7 separate regions of the Mus musculus genome follow, and regions 1, 3, 4, 5, 6 and 7 are each linked to region 2. A link is a contact called in public HiChIP or PLAC-seq, Micro-C and promoter capture Hi-C data. All regions are on one chromosome and are shown on one strand. Each heading gives the region's core, a stretch centred on a gene start, on an enhancer-like site or on the middle of the called end of the contact. The rest is flanking DNA. Distances are from core to core; before and after follow the strand shown.

Region 1 (2,792 bases), core at 94-2,593, 720 kb after region 2:
CCACGATGTCCTGAACAGTTAAAGAGTCTAACTCCGGCACTGCCGTTAAGGACTGCAGGACCTTCACAGCTTTCTGGGAGTCGTTTCCCAGTTTGCAAATCACATACACCGGGAGAGCAACCCCTTCCTGCGACTCCTGCTTCCCTTTCCGGAGGGCAGCCCCTAAGAGTTTCAGGCTGTCCGCATCCCTGCGTTCCAACTGACTCAAAGGGATGTGGAGAGAGTGCGGCAGGCGACAGATGTCCACCTCTACTTGAGGCCGGACGTCCAGCAACACATGGGGCGCCCCGGAATCCAGAAGCCGCTTGTAGTCGGTCACAGAAATCCGCTCCTCGGGGCACAGCAGCTTCAGGGCGCGGCACTTGTCGGTGGCCGAGGAGCCGCAGAAGGCCTCGTAGTCCTGCAGGCGGGTCACGGTGGGCTGCTGCCCGCACACGACGCAGTCAGGCCGGCGGCGCCGCAGCCGGATCCGGCGGAAGTGGCCCCCGAGGCCGTCGAAGAGCAGCATGCTGCCGCTGTAGGAGGAGCCGAGGCCGGCGGCGATCTTGAGCACCTCGAGGGCCTGCGCGCAGCCTAGCACGCCGGGCACCGCTCCGAGCACGCCGCCGTCTGCACAGTTGGTCACTGTCTCCGGCGGGGGCGGCCGCGGGAACACGCAGCGGTAGCACGGCCCGCCGTCGTGGTGGTAGACGGTCATCTGGCCCTCGAAGCGCAGCGCGCTGGCCGACACTAGCGGCCGGCCGGCCAGCACGCACGCGTCGTTCACCAGGTAGCGCGTGGGCACGTTGTCGCAGCAGTCTGCCACCACGTCGTAGCCGCGGACCAGGTCGAGCGCCCAGTCCTCGGCGAGCGCGCGCGGGTACGCCACGCACTCCACCGCCGAGTTGAGACGGCGCAGCGCCGCGGCCGCCGAGCGAGCCTTGCTCTCGCCGGCCTGCGCCTCCCCGTGCAGGACCTGGCGGGCCAGGTTGCTCGTCTCCACCACGTCGTGGTCCACCAGCCCCAGCCTGCCTACGCCGGCCGCCGCCAGGTACTGCGCCAGCGGGCAGCCCAGCCCGCCGCAGCCCACCACGAGCACCGCCGCCGCCGCCAGGCGCAGCTGCCCGCGCACGCCCAGCTCCGGCAGCAGTAGCTGGCGGCTGTAGCGGAGGATCTCGTCCCGCGACAGCGCGGCCCGGGGCGCCAGCGGCGGCGGCGGGACCCGGAGCGGACGCTCGGGCTCCGGCTCGGCTGTCAGGGCCGCGGCCAGCCTCCGCTTGAGCGAAGCTAGCTCTTCCTCCCGCCGGGTGATTTCAGCCTGTAAGGCAGCTACGTCCTCCGGGGCAGCCATGACAGCCTCTTCCGGAAAGAGCCGGGAAGGGACTTCCGTTTCCGGTTGCCTGTCTCTTAGCGACTGGAAAACGAAGACGCTTCCTGGCCCTTGAAAGTGAAACGAATGGGTTTTTATCCGGGGAAGCCGTCACGATTGGCTTGAAACGGTCACCATATCTGGAAGTTTCCCGGGGACCACACTGGGACGTCGGAGCGCCGAGCCTCCCCCATGCTCCGAGATTTGGTACGGCCCGTGTCGGATGACGTAAGTCCGCTTCCGGCGCCTCTCGCAGAGCCGTCATGGCTTCCACGGGGGCGAGTCGCAGTCTTGCTGCGTCTCCGCGGCCGCCGCAGGGCCGCTCCTCGCGACAGGACAAGTACTCGGTGCTGTTGCCCACCTACAACGAACGGGAGAACCTGCCGCTCATCGTGTGGCTGCTGGTGAAGAGCTTCTCCGAGAGGTAGAAGGGGCTTCTCGCGCGGGGGCCGGGAGCCGGCCGCGGGCTGCAGGTCGGCGGTTGGCTGCGCGAGGAGACCCCCGGAGGCCCGGTCTCCGCTCCCTCCCGAGCCTGCTCGCGGCTTTCCCCAGCGGGGAGAACCGAGGAGCACAGCCCCGCGTCTTTCTCCTTCCTGCTCAGGTCTCTAGCGAGTCCGGTGTCTATCTGTTGACAGATCGCGCTGGCCTGCGTCCCCGGCCTGTTCTCTCTAAAGGGCTAACTTAACTTCTTTTTGACTTCGGGGCGAGGAGGTATGACCTCATACCTCTGGGCGGTCAGGATCCGCCGCCGGAGCCGGGAGTCCCGAGCCAGCGTTCTCCCCATCGCCTTGGGGCCGAGCGCTTACGTAAGCTTGTTGTTTGCGCTGTCAGAGAACTGCTGATGAGCTGGCAGGGAGCGAGCATCTTCGCCGAGTTTGATTAGGAACCCGGGCTTATTTGTGTGTTGTTTTGAAAAACACGGGGCCTTTCGCTTTGTTAGGCAGAGCCCTAGCTCTTAGGAACAAGAATTTTGATAGTGAAAGTGTTACGCATTTAAGAAAAAAAAAAAAAGGTCTCCGAACTAAACAGTAAATAAAATGCCTCCTGATGGCAGTGGCAGGACGGAGTCAGTACTTTACGGCCAGATGAGTGTCATGCTGTGATGATCATGGGCGATCTTTTACTGTCAACCTACAGAACGGGATTTTGCAGGAGTAGGATGGCGTAGCAGTGCGCTGTTTTAGACAGTGCGTCAGAAGAACACAGATTGTTTCCAGAGCTTTTTGTTTGTTGGTTGGCTTTTGCTTCTCAAACGACAATGAGGACGCTGTGCCCATATTTTCTAATAGCAAGAAAAAAATACTTGATCCCAAGCTATGCACTACAAGGGATACGTTTGCAAACGAGTTGTACCAAGTCCGAGGGCAGCTAGGGCTATATTAGCAGCCTCTGTCTCAGAAAAACAAAATACTTGGTACATAGTTCCTCTTTCTAGAAAGCACAA
Region 2 (2,803 bases), core at 220-2,719:
AGCCTACTGACTCCTTAATGTCACCCAATGTGGCAGCTTTGGAGATGGCTGGCTGTGGAGACGGCCTCCTGGGACTAGCTCACAACTGCCTCTTATAGCTTCTCCTGTGACCCTGTCAAATAACCCTCCCTCCCCATTCACCAAATTCACTGAGCCTGGGGTCACTCTGACTCCCTTTTTTCATATCATCCTCTTTGGTGTGACAAACTGTCTTATGGCACCTGGGACACGTTCCCTAGACTGCAACAAAACCGTAACCTTGCTACCTCATCTCAGCCCCAGTGCCTGCCCGTTCATATCCCCTCGATTCTTTGTGGCACTCTGGCCTACCACCCTAGTTGGTCAGGAGTTTGCATGCTAATATTTCTCTTCCCCAAGTTGGGGGTGACACACGGAGAAGAGCTCTTACCAATTCCTGTTGCACGCAATAGCTGCCAGACATGATGAAAGGGCAGTTCAAATCTTGCCCCTCCTGGCTGTCATCGAACCCTCTTTTATCAATTTCTTCTCCTCTGGCATTTCTTCAACAACAAACTCAAAAAACTCTCTAATCAAACAACTAATTTACTGTTACGGGACTACGGGCTGCTAGCCACAAAGCCTGAGTCTCATGGTTACGGAGTGTGCCCTGATGGTGAGGATCAGCAATGCCCGAACATGCGACAACCCCGGACAACAGGAAATAGTCCAAATTGCTCTCCGGCCTCAACATCACCCCTTCTTAGTTCCTCCTCTTTTATATTGAACGAAAGGGAGGGATGGTAGTTACTAGACATCTTCCACAACCTACCCAGGGACCCTGAGACGGCAATTACGTCATCAGTAGGAGCCAAGTTGAGCCACATTCCTCCCCTGCGCATGTGCTATAGTCCCTAAAAGGCGGACTTTCTTCCCGCCTCTTTTTGATCAACGCCCTTGCTCACCTCCACCCTTCCCAGAGGCAGCCACTCTAAGCCCCTCCCCAATAAACCTCTCAGAGTCTGACCCTTGGAGTGACTTTGTGGCTTAGATCATAACAGGAAATAAAAAGGGGCTGTGGAACCTTCTGGGTAAGCTCAAGGTTAGAGCTAAGGTCAGTTCTTCAGTGCAGGATTCTCGGGGAAGAGTTGCAAATAGTTGTGAGTCACCTAATGTGGGCGCTGGGATTCGTTGCAAGAGCAGCACAGACTCTTAGCCACTATGCCTTCTTTCCAGTTCACCATCCCCAAGCAATTCTAACAAACCCTCCATGCTGCGTGAAATACTGAAGCCCCCGTGGAGCAGAGCCCCAATGAATTCTCCCATCTACTACACACTAATCTCTTTTTTTTTTTTTTTTAAGTTACTTATATTGTACATGCAGATGCTTGAGTCTGTTTCCACCATGTGAGCTGGCTGGCAGGAAACCAGGCTTGGTGACGTGTGCCCTACCCCTGCTGAGCCATCTCACCGGCTCAACCCAGCAGCAGGGCAAAGGCCCCGCCCCGGTGTTACGCTGCCGGATCTGCCCTAGGGGAGCACCCCGGGATTTGGGGCTCCACTCTCCCAGGCCGGCAGCGCATCCTCCTGGCATCTGCGAAGGAATGAGCGTCTCCAGGAGGGCAAGATGCAAAGGCGCAAGGCGACCACAGAGTCCCTGGCATGCCTGGGATAGGGTGGAGGGATCGGTGTACTCGGGTCTTAGACTCCACGACCTTTCCCGGTTCCTCGGGAGAGCACCGCCTGGGAGTCGGGCTGGGTGCAAGGGGCCAGCGCCCTCTAGGCAGCGGAAGTGGCGCTGGTTGTACATCCGTCCCCGCCTCACAGAGTTGGGAGAAGACTGGCTGGTGCGGGAAATATGCAGGAGAAAAGTCTTTGCATAATGTAGAGCGAGCCGTGGGGCTCCGGGAGCGGCGCCCCAAGGTCTGGGGCCATGAACGCGAGCGTGGAAGGAGACACCTTTTCTGGATCGATGCAAAGTAAGTACTGAACAGACGCAGCTGGGGCCTGGCCCGGACAGAGCCAGCAGGCCCCGGGATCGGGGTGACGGCGCACCTTGCATGCCTGTCCCCGCCAGCCCAGTCGGCGTGTCAGGTCGGGAGCCGCCTGGAACTCTTGCAGTACCCCAGGGGAGGCAAGACCAGGGGAGGCCACGCGGCGAGGAGACTGTCACCACCTCCCCTGCCCCGCCGGGTGGAGTTTGGGGCGCAGAGGAGAGGAGAAAGTGGGGTGATCCAGGCCAACTGGTAGGGAAACTTCTGCTTCAGTGGCTCAGGTTGGAGCATCCCTGAGGGGCTCGCGGACAGGTTTGCAGAGCCATCCTGGCACTCAGGGTAGGGGATGATATGGGTGTGAAAGACCTGGCTGGGGGTGACTTGCAGTGAGTTTGAGGTTCTGCTATTTTCCTGACATCCTATAAGCTATTGCTATCTCCATGTGCCTTTGTTCCCCAAAGTACGGGCCACGGACTGAACCGTGGACCGGCCACCTGGAGCGCATGTGTTCAAAACAGGCTGCTTGGTCCATCCCCTGCAGGTCTCCGAGGGAGGGTGGGGCCGGAATCCCAGGTCTTTCCTTGTGCCTGGAGCCTCAGATGTTTGAAAAGCTGTGGACAAGGTTCGCAAACACCTGAGTCACTTTGCTAACTGCAGATATTATAGCCATTGGCTCCCCAAACTTGCCTGAGTGTCCTCTGAACTCTAAACCCAGTCCCCACCCACCCCATGTGTCTCAGTGTCTTCCAGTGCTGTGGACTTCGGGTTGTGTTTTAAAGAGGGACGACCCCACCAGATGACTTACTCTGGAATGGGAAATCAGTCCCCACATCAGAGAATTTATCTATAAG
Region 3 (2,779 bases), core at 262-2,761, 770 kb before region 2:
GGGTTGCACTGGAGAGTCCCTTTTGCATTTGAACCCTTTCCAACACCACATAATTTGGAAACTGTATGGTTGGCTGCAAGTTAAGCCATCAAGTCCCCCAGGGTCCCTGGTGACCATCACCCTTCCTCTATGTCCCATCATCTCCCCTCATCTCCTGCTTGTTGTTTTGGTGAAGATTCATCAGCCTTCTTTATAAGCCACTGCCAGAGGGCCAGATGAATCTTCCTAAAACAGGGTGCCTCCTCACAGGGCCCCCAACCACTCTCTCCCAAATTGGGAACTGCCTTGGAAACCCATCTGGCGCAAGCACCTCTCGCTACAAATGAGGAGAGTGAAGTCATGGAATAGATAGCAAGGATCCTGCCTGTAGAGGTGACCAGGGAATCTGCCTGTTTTGGTGCCGGGCTATTAACTGATCAAGTGCATCACTAGCTCCTTCTCACACTGTCCCGGAAGAGCCTACATCCTACCCACAGAACCAACCAGTTTGTCTTTGTTTGTCCTTCCTGGGTTCTCCCTGGCTGAAAACTGAATATCTCCAATCCTGAGTGCTCCATGAGTCCCCTTGCTGGTGGCGATGGTCGTTTACTCCATTGCCACTAACATCTTCATTCTGATCTTTTCTTGACTTAGGGGTGGCTTAGTTCTTGTCAGTCATGGTGGCTTGCTTCCTGTGCCTAGACCGTTCCATCCAAGCCCTTCACATGTCTACCACACCTTCCCATTTACATCCAACCATTTCTATGTCTACGTTCCTCCATCTTAAAGTTTCTACATCCCGTCTTCCATGATTCCTCTCACTTGGCCCTTGTACTTCCTTCTCTGCCTGCCTAGATCAGCTCATGTCAGCAATCAGCGTCTGTGACCTGTTCTTTCTGTCCACAGACACACATTTTTGGAATCTGACTTCAGTTCTAATGGTGTCTCCATTTTAGTCTGTCCTTTAGCCATTCAATGATCAAAACTATCAACCCTCAAACTGGTGAGGAAGTGGAGGTCCCACTTCCTCTGTTTCCCATTGCACAGACTGTTACCGGGAAAGAACAGGAAACGCCTGGTTGGAAACATCCAGGACCTGACAACCAAGAAGGCAATCACATCAAGGGTTGACACTCCCTGTCTCTTTTTATTTATTTGCATGGCCCAGTAGATTCCGTTCTCAATCGTTTTAACAGTCCAAGACCCGTCAGGGCCAGCACATCACCGTGATCTATCGTCGGGGTAAAAAATCTCGTGGTGGTGACAGCCTAGATTGACAGCGATGTTTAAATCCTAAACTAGTCTCTGGATGACATTCAATTTTTTGTCATGAAGTTTCAAAATGTGACTGGAGCCTTTTCAAAGCTTTCCGCCTGGTGGAAACGCCGGTGGCAAAAGCAGACATAAACCAGCTGTGGTGGACTGGGAAAAACACTGACCTTTGAGGCCAAACACCTAGGGAGGGGCTAGGGCTCTGATGGGGGAGTCAAGCATGTTTCAAACAAGTCCTCCCTCCTGCAGTGGCTCCCAATAAGTGGAGCCCAGCTCTGAAGACACAGGAAGCATGTGACCCGCATGCCTGGCCCAGGAGGGGTGAGGTGTTTAAAGACCTTGTTTCAAAGAAGTGATTTACATTTGTATGCGCAGATAGGCTTCTGTTTCTTCCCAATCGGAATATGCCTTTATTAAGAGTCCCTGGAACTCAGACACAGCAACCACAGTTTTCCTTTCCCTTGTTCATTGTTGTGTAAGTTTTGTCTGCCTCTCCAGTCCATACCTATTCCAATAAATAGAAGTATTAAAAATTCCAGGCTTGTTTTACTGTTGCATTTGTCACAGATTCTTTTCAACCTAACACTAAACCCACTTTCTTTGACTTGAATTCTGAATGGTTCTCTCCAAAAGGACAAACTGAGGCCCTGGGTCAACACAAAGGCCAGAGTTTTGATCATCCCTTTCAGGGAAGCTCAAAATACAAGGATATACAAGATATACAAGCTCAAGATATACAAGGATTCCATTTCATCAGTGCTGTCTCAAGTATATTTGAATACCGAAAGGTGTGCAATGAGGAAAAAGACACTTAGCTTCTCAGTCAAAGAGTGTGCCACTAGGCAAATGATCTGTCTCAGAAGGTAAAGCGCTTGCTCGATGCCAAGTCTGATGGCCCGAGTTTGAACCCCAGGACCCACATGGCAGAAGGAAGGAACTGACTCCCACGAGCTATCTTCTGCCCTCCACATGCACACAAGCTTTGGCTTGCATGTCACCCCTTCCCCACACACAGACAAACATTACTAAAAGTATTCTTAAAAGAAGGAAAGAGTATTTTAATCAAGGGAATATATATTTAACTTCAAAAGTCATCAAGGAGGGCCCCACAGGGGGGTGACATTGAGCAGAAGGTAACCTCCCTCATAGTGACATGTAAGACCCGGAACTGGAAAGCCATGCCTGTCACTTTTTGTCCGTTCTTGAAATTTGGAACTCAGACACAGTAGTGTCCACACTTTGGATATCCTAAAGTATGCAATGAAAGCTTGGCCCAGAGAAACCCTGAACAGAACCCTTGTGATTAATAGCCTGTGCATTCAGCTGATGTATATTGTGAGTACAAACACTGAGGTCAGTGGAAATGATAATTAAACATGCATATTTCACAATGGAAAAGTCCCATCCATCAACCTGGACCCCAAACTGAAAACAGAGGGATGTTTTCCACTTGGCAGATGGAGTTAATAGTGTGCAAGAATCACTCTGTTCATCTCTCAGAATAGTTTCCCAGGCTGGACTGTTGAAA
Region 4 (2,700 bases), core at 52-2,551, 700 kb after region 2:
GTGGATATGCCAATTTGACAGGAAAGAAACTGATGTTGGTGACAGGGTCAGGGGAGGCAGAACACAGTCACTTATGTGTAGGCAGGTGACATCTATAACCCCAGCTACTCTAGAGACAGAAACAGAAGGATTATAAATCCAATGCCCAGATGAGCCCCAGAGGGACTTCAAAGCCAACCTGGGCACCTTGGTGAGATTCTGTCTCAAAGTAAGAAGTGCAGTGAGGGTTGGGAATAGTCTCAGAGACATGACATTTCGGAGACCCGGGCTTTTAGCCTTAAAATCTCTAAAAGTATTTTATTTATTTATAATTTTGTATGGGTGTTTTTTTTTTTTTTTTGGTTTTTCGAGACAGGGTTTCTCTGTATAGCCCTGGCTGTCCTGGAGCTCACTTTGTAGACCAGGCTGGCCTCAAACTCAGAAATCCGCCTGCCTCTGCCTCCCGAGTGCTGGGATTAAAGGCGTGCGCCACCACGCCCGGCTTGTATGGGTGTTTTGTTATGTTTTGTTGAGACAGGGTTTCTCTGTGTGGTCCTGGCTGTCCTGGAACTCACTCTGTAGACCAGGGAGGCCTTGAACTCACAGAGATCTGCCTGCCTCTGCCTCCCGAGTGCTGGGATTAAAGACATGCATTACCACCGTCCCTCAAAAGACATTTTAAAATGTCTGTTCAGAGGAGGACCCACATAGGAAATGATGCTAAGTAGAGAGAGCAGAAAGAAGGGCCAGCCTAAATAAATGCCCAGAGGTAAGGATCATTCCGCCAGCCTTGGAGAGAGCCCAGGGCAGACATGTTGCTAGGCCACCTCAGAAGCCAGTTTCTGATCTTTGCAGGCATTGGGGCCTGGCCCCTGGCTCCTCCCAGCAGCCCTCTCCATGCTGCCTCATCTCCCACTACCTTCTCTCACCTCTCCTCAGGTGTCACCTCTCCTCAGGTGTCACCTCTCCTTAGGTGCCATCTCTCCTTAGGTGCCATCTCTCCTTAGGTGTCACCTCTCCTTAGGTGCCACCTCTGCTCAGGAGCTCTGAAGTGTGACAGGCTCTGCCTCTCTGGTCTTCCTGTTTCCTCTCGGTCCTGCCCTCAGTTCCACAGCCCTGGAACTCTGTCAGATCTCTCTCACATCTGCTCAGAGCCAATCCTGCCTGGCACTCCCACCCTTGCCTGTGTTAGGCCCATACCCCCCACTCCCACCCCACCTCCACCACCATTGCCTGAGAATTTCCCCTTCTCAGCTATGCCCACCTCTCCTCTAGACACCAGAGACCAAGAGCAGTAGCTACTTCCTGCGTCTCAGTCCCTAGAGACTGTCATTTTCAAGCCTATCTCCAGAGTCCTCACCCAACCACTTCCTGGGTCAGGTGGCCACCCCAGCACACAGTTCCCGTGCCATGCGCATTAGAACCAGGTATCACGCAACTAAGCAGAGCCCCTCTGGCCCAGAGACCAAGCCTGCTTGCTCTTCTTCACCTGGACCTCACACAGAAGCTACAGGGAAAGCCCCTCCCCTCAATATGACCTCCCTGTCCTCACCCCTCCCACCCCCTTGTCTCCCTGTGCCCCTCCCCTGGAAGAGCATGCTACTCTCCAGTGAAGTGACATGCTGACCCCACATGTTTCAGCAAAAGTCAAGCCTTTGTTTATTTAGTTCATGGATGGTACTGGCCATAGAACCCATGGGCTCGCCCATGCTGGACAGTTCCTCTACCCCGAGCTTCCTTCCCTTCCAGCCTTTTTTTGCTTTTTGTCTTGAGACTCGTGAAGTCCAGGTGGGCCTTGAACTTGTGAGCCCCCTGCCTCAGCCTCCAGTATCCCATACCGGCCTACATGACCAGACTCAGCTTAAATCTGTATTTTAAACACCTCCTTACCCAATGATATATTACACAGTTATTTATTTGTGACCTTTCTGTCACCCTTGATGCTTCACCTCTGGAAGCCAAGAAGCTTCCCAGAGCACCCTGTCTGGGCCCGAGCCAGGCCCACACTGGCCCAGCTGTAGCTCCTGCATACCTGTGTTCACAGCCTCCCCCAGGGCCCCCTGGGATTCTACTTGGAAACAAATTCCATCCTGTGAGGGTCAATGTCCACCAACTGTCTTTTGTGTCCAACCAAGTGGATAAACAGGTGCCGTGGGATTGGTGGCCCAACCATAAAACAGCTCCCCGAAGTTTCTAACTTGCTTTTCAGAAACAAACAAACAAACAAAAATATGGTGTTTATCTAAATGGCCTGGCAAATATTCAGGCTTGGCTTGAAATAGACATAAAGCCACCAACTAGCCTTTCTTTAAGGGGGGGGGGTTGGAGGAGCGGGGAGGGGGGAAGGGGGTAGGAAAATAGTTCCTGAGGACAGGTGCAGCTCCTCCTGTCCCAACACACTGGGCCCAGGAAAGGCCACCCTCCCTGGTGGCAAGCCCAGCTGATCAGAGGCTGAAGTTTGTCCATGAAGGGAGGGAGAGTACAAAGCACCTCACTTCAGCAGTCTAAGGGTGGTGGCCGAGGCACCTGGGGACGCCATTCTATGGGACAGAGACCCATGGGATGTAGCCAGCCCTTCACCCCCTGGCCTCCGCAGATGGTCTCCCCTGCAGAGCTCCCAGGGAGTGCTTTAGTATCACAGAAAAATAGACAGCAGCGGCACCAGAAACAGACACCCCAACACCCTGAAGCTCGTGTCTGGAAGACCTGAATGGCCCTACT
Region 5 (2,700 bases), core at 109-2,608, 680 kb before region 2:
CGCCAGCCCCAGGCCAGGAGGGCGGGCGGGCGAGCCGCTGTGCGCCGGGCTCAGGGGCCGGGCACCCGGAGCGGAGCCATCTCTTACCTGCCGCCCGCTTGGGTGCCTGCTGTTTCCTCCTTGGCATCGCTCTACTTAGCTCCAGTCTCACTTCTGGCGCCCCAGCCCCGAGCCGCGCGCGGGGGCCGCAGTCTCGCTCGTCTTTCTGTGGCTCCTAGGACGTCACTCGGCCTCTGTCCCCCTGAAGATCCCCCTGCCAGCGCTCCAGCGCGGGGCCGGAGACCCCCTCTCTGGGTGGCAGATATGTGGCTCGCGCCTGCTGCTTGCAAGTGGAGGTTGGTTCTGCCTTGTTTGTTTGTTTGGTTTTTTTTCCCCCTCTCTTTTTGTTTTGCTTTTGGATTTTTTTCTTTTTTTGGTTTTGCTTTTTGCTGTTTTTTTGGTGACTGGTGAGACACTTGATTTCTTTATTAAACATCCAAGACGGGGTTCAGATGGCAGGGATGAGGGGCGCACACGCGCCACGCGCACACTCGCGCTTAAAGATAAGGGGGGAAACAATCCCGGGAAGACAGTGGATTTCTTCTTTTTCTTCTTCCTTCTCTTTCCCTCCTCCTCTTCTTCCTCCTCTTCCTCCACCTCCTCTTCCTTTACCACCTCCTCCTTCTCCTCCTTCTCCTTCTCCTCCTTCTCCTCCTCCTCCTCCTCCTCTTCCTCCTCCTCTTCCTCTTCTTCCTCCTCCTCCTCTTCCCTGATCTTGATGGCGGATTCGCGCTGGGGAGAGATCACTCACTGTAGGTTTGTTGTTGCTGTCAGATCCCCGTCTGTGAGTGATATGCGAGAGGACAGGAGCGGGTTTGGGAAAGACAGAAAATCTGGAATTCACTCACACACACACACACACACACACACACACACACACACACACACACACACACACCACACATACGCACACGCACGCTCGCTCTCACACACAAGCACTCTCGCTTACACACACACACACACACACACACACACTTACACTCACACTCCCCACATATGCTCTCTCTTACACACACACACACACACACACACACACACACACACACACACACACACACTCACACACACACAAGACAGGGCGAGGCGATGCCAGCAAACATCGATCCCGGCTGAACAAACTGAACATTAACAAACTCCTCCTCTTCTCCCTGCGACCTGATGACAGGGAGAAATTTACTCCCCAGCCGCAGAGCGCCAGGCAGAGGGAGTCTATTAAAGGGACAGTGTCCCGCCTGGGAGAGGAGCTGGAGAAAGAGGACCCAGCCGGCTTGGCTGCAGCCCTGGAGGCACCCACCTCCTCCTCACTGGGGCAGTGGAGTGTCCGCCTGTCTAGATGCCCCTCCAAGAGGAAGAAAAGGGGGAGTGGGAAGGAAGGGGGCGGGGCTCTGGCAGAGTTGGAGACAGTTAGAGTTGGAGATTAGAAGGGGACAATCTAGGTTTGCTTGGGAGACAGATTAGGGGGATGGGACTATATCCAGTCTCAACCTGTTCTCCAGCAAATAACCTCCTCTCACTATGTAAGTTCACATTGCTTTAACTTCCACCTTCTTGGAGTATTGGGATTTTTTTTTAAACTTCTGCTTCCTGGGCAGACTAATTACATAACCTTCATTGTGTTTCCTTCCAATGCTGATATTTATTGAGCACCTATGGTGCACCTGTTATACAGTCACCACAGTGACAGAGAGTGGGGAAGTCCAGATTGTGGCTGTTATCAAGGGTGAGAGGAACAACATCTGAAACAACTTGCCCCCTGGTGGTGTTCAGTCACTTCCCAGAGGTCTACCTTGCTGAAAATTTGATGTCCACCTTTCTCTATTTGCTTTCTCCGCTGGGCTCATCAAGGAAGGTGGATGCTGTGCACAGCTCGCTCTTTGGGTAATTGCCTCAGATCTCACTAGAGTATAAGTTCTTAGGGAGTTGTGCCCTCGTTTATCGTATTCTATCTCCCAATGGTGCCAAACAGAAAACATAGAGCTCCACCCCCAATAGTGCAATAAATGAAGAGGAAGCAGGGCATGCTGGGAGTACAACTTCAGAGTGGCCCGGATTGGTTAAAACTGAGTGTTGTTTTGGGGCTGAAAGAGGAGTCCATTCTGGAGAGTCTATTGTAGCTGAACCCGGTCTCCCTGGGTACCACTGCACACGGGGAGGTAGGTACCTTTCAGCACGTGTGAACAGGATGACCCTGTCCTGAAGACGCTTTCCTTCCTTCCAGTTGGGTAGAAAGTCAATGACAAGTGGGAAGGCAGCGGAAGGAGGTAGAGCTAGGAGCCTAATGAACCTGATACTGGGCATTGAACTCAGGGCACCGTACATACTGGGCAGGCAAGACATCATACATGCTGGACAGGCAAGGCACAATGCATGCTGGGTAGGCAAGGCATAATGCATGCTGGGTAGGCAAGGCATCATACATGCTGGGTAGGCAAGGCATCATACATGCTGGGCAGGCAGTCTATCACTAAACTATGTTTCTGATCCTCTTCATTTTTTTCTTAAATGTTGAGACAGAGGTCTTGCTAAGTTATTCAGGCTGACCTTGAACTCATTCTTAGATAGGTCTTCAAACTTGGGATCTTCTGGTCTCAGGCTCCTGAGTAGCTGGGCTGATAGGCCTGAGACACAGACTGTCATGAATCTGGAGTATGAAGAAGGAAG
Region 6 (2,700 bases), core at 30-2,529, 750 kb after region 2:
CAGTAGAGATGAATTCACACAGCCTGCCTGTCTTCTGCATTGTGTGCTTCCCCATCTCTACTCCTTGATGAAAGGCCTTAGCCTCAGCCCCACCTCCTTTTAAATAGTTTCTATTCCTTGTTTTACATTGTTGAGCTATTGATTAGGGGTTTAAATATATGTTCTAATAATTGCAAAAAATAAATGTTAGGTGGAAGTTTGTTCAACTTCCCAACCAAACCCTTAGACACTGAGCTGTCTGTATATATAGTCTGATTCTTTCAAAATTTGCAACTTTGTAGAGACCTCATGTTGGGGGAGGGGTGGCCAATCCTTCACAACTGCACTTGCTACTTTGTAGAGCTTTTAGCCATCCTTATCTACGGTAGGGTAACTACTGTTCCTTTAAAGTGGACCGAGGCTGTTGATGTTGACATGGTATGTTGGTTGGGGATGATCCAAAGTTACAAAGCCAACAGTGCAGGTGCTGTCACATACCAGAATTGTGGGTGAGTGCCAGACCGTTTTCATCCTTAGCCATTGACAATCCAATGGCCTCAACTCTACAAATCCCACTTTTTTTTTCCTTGAGTCAATGGTAAGTGGCCATCTGATGACTTGAAGGAATGACTTGAGTCCAAGGAACAGCAGAAGTGAAAAGCTGAGTCCCTGTCTATCCCATACCAGTTCACTAGAAGAGCTGACATGGCCTCAGAGCTGTGTCATCTCAAAAAATGGGAGGAACACGAGGGCATCACACCTCATTAAAGGCAGGAGGCAGCAGGCTCAACCCTTGGCTTTGCCTCCAGCTTGGGAGAGCTGACTCTGAGCACGTGGGCCTTGGGCAGCCCCAGGCGCCCTCCTGCCAGATGTAGTTCAGGCCCAGATGGGCCCGCGCAGGGATCCCCAGTGCAGCCACCTGACTGACTGTCGAGGCGTGCTGCGGCCCGCTACTTCTGCCTCCGCCGGCGGCGCTGCGGTCAGAGGAAGGCACCCAGGAGCGCAGTGCGGCCATTATCCACGGCGCCTCCTAGTGGGGCAATGGCAAAGCCTCCACGTTCTCGCGAGAGCTCCCCTCAGTGGGGATTATATAATCTCACCCAGGAGAGGCTGGGGGGGGCTGGGGCCACCCTGCCATAAGGAAAGTGGGTGTCGCCGCAGCCGAGGACCGAAGAGCTCTCCCTTGGGGGGGGGTCGCCGAGTAGGGGGTCCATGGCCCCCGCCCCCCCCCAGCTGGACAATGAGTCCTCTTATGCTAATGAGTCGCTTACGTCACTTCCGCTCTTTCTCGGCCGCCATTTTGGCTAGGGCAGGTTCGGGGACTTGCTCTGAGGCGCTTGTATTGTCTGCTGAGGGGAGACGCGGGACCAGCCCCCTCCCCCGCCCGCCGCCGCCGCCGCCACCCGTCCGGTCTACCCGCCGCCGCCGGGACCCATGAGCTGAGCGCCCGCCCGCCGCCATCTTGGCCCCCTCCCCCTCCAGCCGCGCTCGCTCGGGGGGGATTTGGCGTCGCCTCAGCCACAGCTCCCTCTCTCGGTCTCCGCCGCCGAGGAGCCGCGCGGCCGTCGCCGCCCGCCTGCCCGCCCGCGACGGTGAAGCCGCGGCCCCACGCCCTCCGCCGCCCTCCGCCCCTCCTTTGTCTGCACTGCCCGCGCCGCCGCCCGCCGCTCTGCTGCGCCCGCCGCGCCCCCCGGCAGCAGCCGCGGCCGCGGCTCGAGCCGGAGCCCGAGCGCGACGAGGCCCCGGGCGCGTCCTCGCCGCCATCGCCGTGCCGCCGTCCACCCGCCGCCGTGCTCTAGAGCACGCCGGCCCCGCGCACGCCTCGAGGCCGAGCCAAGGTAAGCCCCGCGGCCCTGCCCGCCGCCGATCCCGGGCGCGGTCATTGTGCTCGGCGTGCACACACCGCCTCGAACCCCAGTCGGCCGCAGCCCTCCTGCAGCCCGATCCCCTTCTCCGCCCCGCGGGGCTGCCGGCCGGCCACCATGGGCTTTTGCGGCTAGTGGCATCTTCCCGCACCCACCCCGCCCCCAGCCGAACCCCGCTCGCTCTCTCGTCCTCAGAACTAATCCCCTCCCGCCCTCCCCCAGTCCCCGGAACCAGCCTTCTGCCAGGTCTGCCCACCCTAGGCTTGGAAAGGGGGGAAAGGCCTGGGGGGCGGGGAGCGTGCATGGCAGAGGGTGAAAGTCTTTGCCTCCCCAACAACATGCCAGTTTCCCTCCCATCCTAACCACCACAGCCCCTCACCGGCCCTGCTTTCAATCTGGGCTACCTGGTCAGCACTCCCTCTTTAGAGCTTTCTGATCAACTTTGCAGTCAGAAAATGGAAATCCAGAAAGCCGCGGAAAGAATTTTTTTCGAATGCAATGAATGGGGAGTAGTTCTTTGAGCACCCTCTTATTCGCCTCTTCTTTCCTCTGAGCTGCCTGTCCTTCTCCTCCCTTCCCCACCCTACCCCCAACCTGGATGCCTGTCTGCTAGAAAAGGCGCGATTGCTTCTCTTCTTCTCTCCAAGAAGTCTAATACTCATTTTAGTCTCACTCCCTGCCACACACCCCAAGTGTCTTCTCAGTGTTCTTCCAGTCACCAGGTCCTCTGGACAGTTCTTGTCATAACCCCATTTCACAGACAAAGGCTTAGGAGGGAAAAAGAACCAAACTGTTTCCTGTGTTAGCCATTTTAATGCTGTCCAGCCCCAAACGCCCAGTTCCCATCCCTGATGCT
Region 7 (2,700 bases), core at 99-2,598, 670 kb after region 2:
ACCTTTATGTTGGCCTCTGTTATTTATGTCCCTCCGGCACACTGCCTCCCCGTGTCTCTCAGCATCTCAGAAGCCTTTGTTTGCCCCTTAGTGGGATCTCTTTGCAAATCTCCCAAAGATGAGGTCCTCTCAGTTCCTGGCCCTGATCTGGAGTCGACTTTGTTCCATCTGAAGAGCCCCTCCCCCACCTCCCCTTCTACTTGCACTTCCCGCCCCCCTTTCTCCTGGTGTAGACGCTGCAGAAGCTTGAGAGTTCTTGGGACAGGTCCTCAGCTGACTCTCTGACTCTGCCATCTGTCTCCACCCACGTGCTGAGTGAACCCAAAGCTTACATCCCCCGGGGCCAAGCCTAAGCAACTCGTTAAAGAAGCCCCAGGCATAGGAGGCACACTCGCTGAGCTTGGTTCCTGAGTCTCTCCTGCTTCCCTGATGGAGGAGAAAGGACAGTACCAATCAATTTCCCCAAGCAGGTTACTCCCTCTCTTCTCAGACAGCTTTCCCACCTAATCCCAAATCCTGCTGCAACTTCTGCCAACTCAGAGGCCTCCAGAATCCACCCTGTCCTCTCCAGGCTGTTGACTGAGTACAGGACCCAGAGACTGCCAGACCGGGACCCACCCGGGACAGTGAGGAACTACAGCATAGGAGTCATTCTGGGGCCCAGAGCGCTCATTCTTTGGCTTTGGTGACACTGCAAAGGTGGCGCAGGCCCTGGACCGCAGGGGCAGGAAAAGCCCAAGGCCGCCAATGGAGAAGGCACATGTATGGCTGGTATGGTAAGGTGGAGAGCGTGTGGGGCTCCCGGACTGCCACACATAAAATGCGGCCACCCCACCCCACCCCCGACGTGACATCTGCAGTGTCCGTGACAGTTCAGCGTGAGGTTGGACCTAAGGACAGAAGACTGGTTCGGTGGCGTTCCCACGATAGCGACTCACGTGGGGAATGAGGCTCGGGTCCTGGTACTCGCTGAGCCTAGGGTGGAAGAGCGTCCCACGACCACTGAGAAAACTGGAGAAGTGGATGCGCCTCAGGCCAGGAGCCCTGGGAGGAGCAGCGCTGGGACTTAAAAGGTCGCCACCGGAAGGCAGGGGCCTGCAGGGCGCAGGAGATGATTATGGGAGGAGATGGTTATGGGCAGGATGGGGAGAGTGCAGCACTGCGTTCCGCTAGGACCTGGACTCTGGGTCGGGTCAGGGTGCGTGGCATCGCAGTGGCGGGTCCCGCGGTGGCTCCATCCTCCCGCCCCCCGCCCGCCCCTCTCCCCGCCCCGCGCGCAGTCCCCTCCCTCCGTCCCGCCTCCTGCCCGGCCACCTCCCTCAGCTGCTGCCGCGCCGCGTTGCCGGCGCACTTGCAGCCCGGCGGGCACCAGGAGGCGGAGGCGGGACGGTCAGGGGTCCAGCGCGCAGGACAGCGGCCCTGGGGCCAAAGTTTGCGGGCAGCCCCGGCAGGCCAAGCGGGTCCCACGTGCCGCTTGCTGCCCCCTCTCGCATCCTCACCCCGGCATCGCTGCGCCGGGAGACAGAGCTGCGGCCCGGCTAGCTCCTAGGCGGGGACGCCGCGACGGGAACTTAAGGTGGGAACTTCGCGGGCTGCAGCCTGGCGGGACCCTGCTCCTGCAAGCGGCGCTCCGGGCTCTGCACGTGGCCGCGGCCCCGGTACCCTCTGCGGATACCTAGGAGCCCCGGAGAGGCCGCCCGGGCGATGCGGCATGCACCCACGCGGCCGCAGTTTGGTCCGGCCACGGATCCTTTCCAGGGGTCCCCGGAATGCGTAGTGCGCTCTGACTTTGCGTGCAGGGTTTTTGGGGTCCCACGGGAGGAGTTGGAATGCGGGGAAGTCTTTCACTGTCAATAGGCACGGAAGGCAGCATCCCCACCAGCGGGACTCATTTAAGTCATTCATTAATTACGAACTCAGTGAAGGCTTATGGACCGCCTACTGTGTGCAAGGCCCTAGTGACTATTCAGTGGTCGCGGGCCTTAGCATCTAGTAAGAAAGTTAGAGGTCTCCTTAACCTCAGTGTACCCGGGATAAGTGGCCCGGCTTTGCTCATAGTTTTTGGGTGTGGATGGAAAAGAGACGAACTCGTTCATTCTCTGGGTTGTACAAAAATTGGTTGAGCACCTGCTGTGGGCATCTCACTATGCCAAACACTCAGTGTTCATCCAGTCATTTATTCAACAAGCCTGGATTGAACAATGGCCGAGGTGGCGACAGGACAATGGACTCTGGCGATGGGGGGGCGGGGGGGAGGTTGAGACTCTCAGGCCCTGCCTCAGAAGGGCACAGCCTGCCAGGGTGGCCCGCGCTACAGCATATGTGTATAGCAGATTTAAGGTTGGTGCTTAATGCGTTCATTCCTGGGTGGGTGGGGGGTCCGATCCCTGGAGAGGAAGAAGTGGGCTTTTAAAAGCTCTTTAGTGGGGGCTGGGAGTGATGATGAGGGCTGAGAAGGTTCATCTAATGTTAGGTGAGCACAGCCTCCTCCTAGTGATGGGGCTTAGAGGCCAAGCTGTCACTTTGGCACACATTTTGTTAAACACTTGCAATGCAGAGGTACTTAAGGGGTGCTAAACACCTGAGTTCCCCAAGTAGATAATAGGTGGGAGGCAAACGCATACTCACCCCTCCTCGGTGACATCTGAGCTAAGTCCACAGGAAGGTGAGAGGAGGGGGCAGGGATTGGTCTGATTCGCT

What was found. Promoter capture Hi-C pulls out the DNA fragments that hold promoters and counts their contacts. HiChIP or PLAC-seq counts read pairs in DNA pulled down with a chosen protein or histone mark. A called contact is a pair of places that touch in the nucleus more often than the background predicts.
Region 1: a contact with region 2 is called in an H3K4me3 HiChIP or PLAC-seq map of embryonic stem cells, with 10 read pairs. The contact joins the promoter of Mocs3 here to the promoter of Zfp64 in region 2. A contact is called at or near these places in 4 of 39 promoter capture datasets (the C10 cell line, embryonic stem cells, frontonasal cranial neural crest and 1 more), 3 of 484 Hi-C or Micro-C datasets (all in the G1E-ER4 cell line), 14 of 115 datasets of contacts at active chromatin or transcription factors (the 230-238 cell line, astrocytes, bone marrow-derived macrophages and 9 more) and 1 of 9 other capture datasets (embryonic stem cells).
Region 3: a contact with region 2 is called in a Micro-C map of embryonic stem cells, with 4 times the contacts expected there. The contact joins the enhancer-like site here to the promoter of Zfp64 in region 2. A contact is called at or near these places in 3 of 39 promoter capture datasets (hippocampal neurons and liver), 1 of 484 Hi-C or Micro-C datasets (embryonic stem cells) and 3 of 115 datasets of contacts at active chromatin or transcription factors (cardiomyocytes, embryonic forebrain and neural tube).
Region 4: a CTCF HiChIP or PLAC-seq map of pro-B cells shows a contact between it and region 2, with 9 times the contacts expected there. The contact joins the enhancer-like site here to the promoter of Zfp64 in region 2. A contact is called at or near these places in 1 of 39 promoter capture datasets (the 3T3-L1 cell line), 1 of 15 datasets of contacts at CTCF or cohesin (pro-B cells), 1 of 484 Hi-C or Micro-C datasets (the G1E-ER4 cell line), 9 of 115 datasets of contacts at active chromatin or transcription factors (the 230-238 cell line, astrocytes, bone marrow-derived macrophages and 6 more) and 1 of 9 other capture datasets (embryonic stem cells).
Region 5: a contact with region 2 is called in a promoter capture Hi-C map of liver, with 4 times the contacts expected there. The contact joins the promoter of Tshz2 here to the promoter of Zfp64 in region 2. A contact is called at or near these places in 6 of 39 promoter capture datasets (the 3T3-L1 cell line, hippocampal neurons, liver and 2 more) and 6 of 115 datasets of contacts at active chromatin or transcription factors (embryonic basal ganglia, embryonic forebrain, embryonic midbrain and 3 more).
Region 6: a contact with region 2 is called in an H3K4me3 HiChIP or PLAC-seq map of embryonic stem cells, with 8 read pairs. The contact joins the promoter of Adnp here to the promoter of Zfp64 in region 2. A contact is called at or near these places in 2 of 39 promoter capture datasets (both in embryonic stem cells), 2 of 484 Hi-C or Micro-C datasets (both in embryonic stem cells) and 6 of 115 datasets of contacts at active chromatin or transcription factors (embryonic stem cells, large pre-B cells and pancreatic cancer cells).
Region 7: a contact with region 2 is called in an H3K4me3 HiChIP or PLAC-seq map of neural tube, with 4 times the contacts expected there. The contact joins the promoter of Kcng1 here to the promoter of Zfp64 in region 2. A contact is called at or near these places in 1 of 39 promoter capture datasets (neural stem cells) and 3 of 115 datasets of contacts at active chromatin or transcription factors (embryonic limb bud, large pre-B cells and neural tube).

What each region holds. Positions count from the first base shown.
Region 1 is chr2:168,229,173-168,231,964 of GRCm38.p6, reverse strand. Mocs3 (molybdenum cofactor synthesis 3) reads right to left here and starts at 1,343. Exons shown (of 1, transcript NM_001160330.1): 1 at 1-1,343. The coding sequence starts at 1,330. Dpm1 (dolichol-phosphate (beta-D) mannosyltransferase 1) reads left to right here and starts at 1,586. Exons shown (of 9, transcript NM_010072.4): 1 at 1,586-1,772. The coding sequence starts at 1,612. It overlaps Gm20716 (predicted gene 20716), which reads left to right and starts at 1,586. Exons shown (of 12, transcript NR_132310.1): 1 at 1,586-1,772.
Region 2 is chr2:168,954,253-168,957,055 of GRCm38.p6, reverse strand. It overlaps Zfp64 (zinc finger protein 64), which reads left to right and starts at 1,469. Exons shown (of 6, transcript NM_009564.2): 1 at 1,469-1,937. The coding sequence starts at 1,892. It overlaps Gm39993 (a long non-coding RNA gene), which reads right to left and starts at 973. Exons shown (of 2, transcript XR_867023.3): 1 at 410-973.
Region 3 is chr2:169,727,528-169,730,306 of GRCm38.p6, reverse strand. The region is part of intron 1 of Tshz2 (teashirt zinc finger family member 2); the gene reads right to left. Among named protein-coding and RNA genes, the nearest start is that of Gm34344, 62 kb to the right of the region's middle. Within about 2 kb of position 1,511, at least 22 of the 459 cell types and tissues checked have an H3K27ac peak or open chromatin away from gene starts, as enhancers often do. A contact at or near this core is called in embryonic stem cells, where this site is marked.
Region 4 is chr2:168,256,027-168,258,726 of GRCm38.p6, reverse strand. No RefSeq gene overlaps it. Among named protein-coding and RNA genes, the nearest start is that of Kcng1, 24 kb to the left of the region's middle. Within about 2 kb of position 1,301, at least 25 of the 459 cell types and tissues checked have an H3K27ac peak or open chromatin away from gene starts, as enhancers often do. A contact at or near this core is called in the 230-238 cell line and pro-B cells, where this site is marked.
Region 5 is chr2:169,631,167-169,633,866 of GRCm38.p6, reverse strand. Tshz2 (teashirt zinc finger family member 2) reads right to left here and starts at 1,358. Exons shown (of 2, transcript NM_080455.3): 1 at 88-1,358. The coding sequence starts at 127.
Region 6 is chr2:168,205,691-168,208,390 of GRCm38.p6, reverse strand. It overlaps Adnp (activity-dependent neuroprotective protein), which reads left to right and starts at 1,279. Exons shown (of 4, transcript NM_009628.3): 1 at 1,279-1,817. All of the region lies in intron 9 of Gm20716 (predicted gene 20716), which reads left to right.
Region 7 is chr2:168,279,754-168,282,453 of GRCm38.p6, reverse strand. Kcng1 (potassium voltage-gated channel, subfamily G, member 1) reads left to right here and starts at 1,348. Exons shown (of 3, transcript NM_001081134.2): 1 at 1,348-1,576.